Linked DNA regions of Zea mays: region 2 is linked to region 1. The links are chromatin contacts, called in public Hi-C maps. All regions are on one chromosome and are shown on one strand. The core of a region is the stretch at or near the end of the contact, and the rest is flanking DNA. Distances in the headings are between cores, read along the strand shown. Region 1 holds the start of LOC100286027. Region 2 has its middle 15 kb from the start of LOC109940641.

What was found. Hi-C and Micro-C count contacts between places; a contact is called where the count stands out from the background.
Region 2: a Hi-C map of ear shows a contact between it and region 1, with 4 times the contacts expected there. The contact joins the enhancer-like site here to the promoter of LOC100286027 in region 1. A contact is called at or near these places in 10 of 25 Hi-C or Micro-C datasets (ear, endosperm, leaf and 2 more) and 2 of 3 datasets of contacts at active chromatin or transcription factors (leaf and seedling).

Annotation. Positions count from the first base shown.
Region 1 is chr6:159,088,988-159,091,659 of Zm-B73-REFERENCE-NAM-5.0, forward strand. It overlaps LOC100286027, which reads right to left and starts at 1,317. Exons shown (of 5, transcript NM_001372368.1): 1 at 1,187-1,317; 2 at 438-597. The coding sequence starts at 478.
Region 2 is chr6:159,167,760-159,170,431 of Zm-B73-REFERENCE-NAM-5.0, forward strand. No RefSeq gene overlaps it. Among protein-coding and RNA genes, the nearest start is that of LOC109940641, 15 kb to the right of the region's middle. Within about 2 kb of position 1,357, at least 17 of the 20 cell types and tissues checked have an H3K27ac peak or open chromatin away from gene starts, as enhancers often do. A contact at or near this core is called in ear, endosperm, leaf and 2 more, where this site is marked.

The DNA of each region.
Region 1 (2,672 bases), core at 67-2,566:
TGATGACGATGAGATCGCGGCCTCGCGGTGATGGTACAGTACAGGCGGCAAAACTGAAGATGCGATACCGAGCGCTGCCACTAATCAGCAATCAATGGAGGATCGGATGCGAGCGCGGGCCGCGGGGGAGGGGGGAGATTTGATTTTGTCGCGGTTAATGCTGCGAGGATGCCGCAGCGAGGCTGTTCGTAATCGTAACCACCAACCGCTGCGCGGCGCCAGGCCGGCAATTAAGAGGAAGACGGAGGAGGAGGGGTGGAACGGGACGACGTGTCACCGGCTCGCCGCGCTGTCGCCGTCGTCTCCCTCCGCCTGGTCGGCCCGATAAGGATCGATCCAATCTAATGCGGCGTACTGTACGTGCGAGAAGAAAGGAAAGGAAAAAAAAAACAGAAGCGGATATGGTTGAGATGGTGAGCGAGGGAGGGAGATCTTACGGGGCGCCGCCTGGACGGTAGCGCGGCTCCAGTGGGCCCATCGGTGCGGTGCTTGATGCGCCGCCGCCGCCGCCGCTCCTCTAGTGCCTTTCGTGAGAAGGAGGAGGACCGTCGGCCGGTGATGCTAGAGCCGCCTCCGCCGTTGCGCCGCTTCGCACACCTGAGGCAAACAAAATGAAAAAAAAAGAAGGGCGAAATGTCATGTAAAACATGCAGGCCAACGGAACCCCGCCGCCCTAGCGGCTTTTACCAAAGATACTGGCAGTATAACGAGAGAGAGAAAAAAAAAGATAGAGGGGATCGATGAGAGGGTTATTTCTACGAACAAAATACGAGGCAAGGAAGAGGCACAACGTGAGCGCAGGACGCGGGGCGAGGGCTGAGAGAAGCGCGCGTTCGTGCGTGCGTGGCACTGGCAGCCAGGCCAGCGTAGTAGTACGACAGAAGAGGAGGGAAAGGAAAAGCAAGGGAGGGGAGACGCCCAGCGTTGGAGTTGGAGACCCAACAGCATCCGCCAAAACATAAATAAATAAATAAAGTCTGGGAGTAACAAGTGGCAGGGGGAAAAAAAAAGGCGAGCGGGAACGAACGAGGATCAAGCGCACGCTGCGGCAGCGATGGAGCAGAGCAGAGCAGAGAGGAGACTAGGCAGCATCCAAACCAAATCGAAACCAGGAGACCAAGAACAAACAAACGGCGATCATATAGCCAGAAAGAAAGCGGAGGGGGCCGTGGTCGTGATGTAGTACCCCCGAACCGAAGGAAGCCTTGTGTGAGCCCACGAGGAGGAGGAGGAGGAAACCAGGCGCGGTTGCTGCTGCCTGGCTTGCTTGCTTCTCCCCTAGCACTCGATCTCTCTCTGCCCACTACTAGAAGGAGACGAAGAGGAAGATTAAGAAGAAGAACTCGGTGTGCGAGCTCGGGAGGGGACGAAGCTCTATATATGTGACTGGTGAGTACGCCGACGCGGGGGAGACGGAGGCGGGGGGTGCGCGGCAACGGTGATGAGGAGGGGGGCTGTTTCCGGCCGTCTCTGCCAATTATTAGGCGGGCGTACGGGTGTGGACTACGGGTCAAGGCCTAACTAATCTTCTACTGCGAGGCCGAGGCCGGGGAAGCTAGGGAAAATACATACATACACGCATGGCATGCGTTAGCGCTTCCGTTCCGTGAGAAAACTTGCCTCGCGGTAAAAAATAAAAATGTTCGGCATACATACACGCTATAGCTGATGGCATGCTTGTCGGTTTCGATTTTAGAATTGCTGGTTGACACGCGCCTGGCTCTGCTGGAATACGCTTTCAACCTGAATTAGCCTCGGGGCCTGTTTGATCGGTTGTTCCTCGGCTCTCTTCTTCTTCTTCTTCTTTTTCCTCCGGTTATGTGATCGGCTGGAGTAGTTTTTCGCCGTAGCCGCTGCAAGTGGGTGGCTGTACGTGGGCACCAGTTATTGCCGTAATGTCTTGCAAGACGACCACAGCAGCAGACGTGCACCAGACACCAGTGCGCCTTTTATTTTACCATCGTTGCATGGACTACGCGACAGAAATGCGCAGAGCAGAGAGCTCGGATGGAAGCAGATGCTCGATTTACTACAACGCAGCGACGAAGCAGGAAGGCCTCTCTCGCCCACGCCGCCTCATGAGAGATCGTCTAGAGAACAACATGGACGCGACGCAGGCCACGCACCCCCTCGCTGCCTGCCCTGCCCTGCCCGACCCTTTGGAGATTCCTGCCTGCCTGCCTGCGCTGAGCATGTGTCCCGAGCTGCGAAAGGCGCGACCGACGCGCGCGGCCATTACTGCGAGCGGAATCACTCCACGTCTCCACTCCCGCTGCTGCATGCAGCAAAGCAGCCTGGGAGACGACGGGAATCGCTCGCCCCATCCTCCTCCCTTCCGGAACCGTGCGGTCAGGAGACGGTGGAGGGAAAAAGGGCCGGGCGTCGTCATATGATCGATCCATCGATCAGTCACCAGGCGACTCCTCCCTTCCCTCTCTTCTCGTGCTCTCTGCCCTGCCGATCCTGCGTACGGCGTTCAGCGAGCGTTTCGCATCGAATTCTGCTGCTACAATCCAGTAAAAATTGGTATAGACTAAAGTCAAACGACATGTTTCTCTTCTCTCCCGTGTAGGCCGCCGTACTGCGACTGTTTGTGAGCGTGAGATTTAAACGGGATAAAATCTCTTTTTTTTTATTTAATTTTAAATAGAAAAGAGATTTTAGCTCATTCG
Region 2 (2,672 bases), core at 107-2,606, 79 kb after region 1:
GATATAAAACATTCACCATTGTTAATAGCCTATTACTCCTGACGACAGAGGCTATACCTCAGTCTGTAGAGCCATGGTGTAGCCTCCATCTTGGCATCAACACCGAGCACCAGTATTATTTGTTTGTGTTAAATAAAATTCAAATAGAATAGTAGAAATATATATTTAAATCTAAAAAAATAGTTAATGAAGGTGGGCATAGTAAACAGGGTCGTCTCAGTTAATACTTCAACGGAGTCAGATAGATGCCTAAACGTTGTCGTCAAGGCAGACGAGCATGCTATGTCTTGCCTCTGTTAAGTGTTAACGGGTCTGAACGTAGAAGGTGAGCATAAGGCGATCGTCTGTGTTAATATACTTAATAAAAAACGGATAGGCCGGGCATCCACCTCTATATAAAAACGAATCACACTCTTAGTCGGATGCACACGTTCTGCCATTAAGCCGAAATGATCACTGAGATAATGTAGGCAGCAGTGATTGCATATATAGCGGTGCATAGTGTTTTAATTAATTTATAGTTTGTACCACCTGTACACATATATATATGCACACAATGCATTATTGTCTCGGCTGATTTAATTTGGTGAAATGTCATCGCTTTCTAATTTGGACAAACATAACATATTATTTTCGCGCGGGCCAATAATAGGCGTGTTCCGAACTGAACTGTAATGATTGGTGCAGTACGGTTGTGCGTGTCCAATAAAATCATCATCGCGACACCGCACGTACCGCGCGCGTAGTAGCCCTGATGACCTTCGTTTTCGTTCAGAAATGCAGCCGCACCGCACTGATCATTTCTGCCTCGAAAGAGACCGATGGTATGCCGGGTATCCCAAGATTGGCCAATTAATTACTCGTCCCTATAGGCCTCGACCCGTACCGCGATAGGCCCAGGGAGAAGCAAGGGTGGGTGCAGTGCAGGGCCACAAACAGTACAACACTCAGACCGACCCGGCGACCCCAATGGGACACGAAAAAACAGCATGCAAATGGACACGCAAAAAAGGCAGTCTTTGGTTTCAATGAAGACATGTATTAGACAAAATGCGTCGTATTCAATGCTTCTGGCACGCGACCGTACACGATGCATTGAGCAGAGAGGATATATACATTTTTAGCTGTCCTTGGCTGGAGCGTGCAAAATGCATTGCTTATATGTATCGTCTGTTAGAATTGTTTGTGTTGTGGCTACACTGGCACACGCGAACACGAGACGACTACGTATCTCTTTTTGAATGTGGTCGGTGTCACGAGGCAGTTGCTTCAGATTTGATCGAGTACGACGTCGACATACCGATCGTCGTCTACCCTATCTAGGCCGAATTGGTTTTGGGCCCAACAGGAAGGAAGGGCACGCTCTGAGCGGAGGCTACTGCTACTATCATAACTTTAAGGTCACGAGGGTCGTGTTTGGGCTCCGACTTCGCCTTGGCCCAATTAAATCACACGGTCCATTGGCCACGTATAACTTAAACAAAGGTTATATAGCCTTAAAAAACGTTTATACGTTTATAGTACAAAACAATGTCAATATTTATGACTTGAAATATGTATACTGTAAAAATATTAGTTGCGCTAACAAGTTGCTCTCCTTTATCTATACTACTTATTAACTTACTAGGTATGTGCCCGTGCGTTGCCACGAGAGTAAAAAATATTATAAAACATAGATATTACAATACCTGTGTATTGCAATGGTATATAAATTGTTCAACAAAATATTAGTGCACAATGATTACATGAAAGCAAACAACACAAATTACCATCGCCCTTACTATCTTACAAACTCCATGTGTGGCTCTCACTGCGTGTCTGGTGGTGGCGCCCCACACCATGGCACCGACACGAAGGAGTTGAGATCTGCAAATGTGGTTGCAGAAGGAATCAACAAATGGTGTCCATCGAGTTATTCGTTGCAGATAATTGTTAGCAGCTAAATAGCTAGGACCAAGCTTTTCTTGGCTTCTGCACCACGTTTTCATCTGTTCTTCTCTGATCTGAAAGCTGCATGAATTAGCCCTGCATTTCTATACAGGCTGTACAGTTCTGTTACTTCAGCTATATAGTTCACCTGGCAAATACGCATCACGAAGTCTCCATTCTTCGCAGCCATACCTTCATGAGTCTCGACACCGTCATGCCATGAAGCGGGCCCGTGGCTCAGGAGGGCGGTTCCTCAACACAAAGCAGCAGCTCCAGGAGCAGAACCAGCAGTACCAGGCGTCGAGTGGTTCAATGTGCTCAAAGACCATTGGCAACAACATAATCTCCCAAAGTGGCCCCATTTGCACGCCCTCTTCTGACGCTACAGGTGCTTCAGCAGCCAGCCAGGACCGCGGCTGCTTGCCCTCGGTTGGCTTCCGCCCCACAGCCAACTTCAGTGAGTAAGGTGGAGGCGGCTCGAAGCTGGTCGTGAACGGCATGCAGCAGCGTGTTTCCACCATAAGGTGAAGAGAAGTGGGCACGACACCATTCACAAGCACGCACTGCCTGTGGCAACTCATCCTTGGCTTTTGAAACTATGGATATGCAATGGACATGTAGCTTTGAGTTCCTCGGAATAACCAAACGTGAAGAATATGCAAAGTTCCTCAGAATCAACAATTATCTGCTAACAATCATGGTAAAAAAACATTAAGATTCCATTAGTAATACAGGAATTTAGC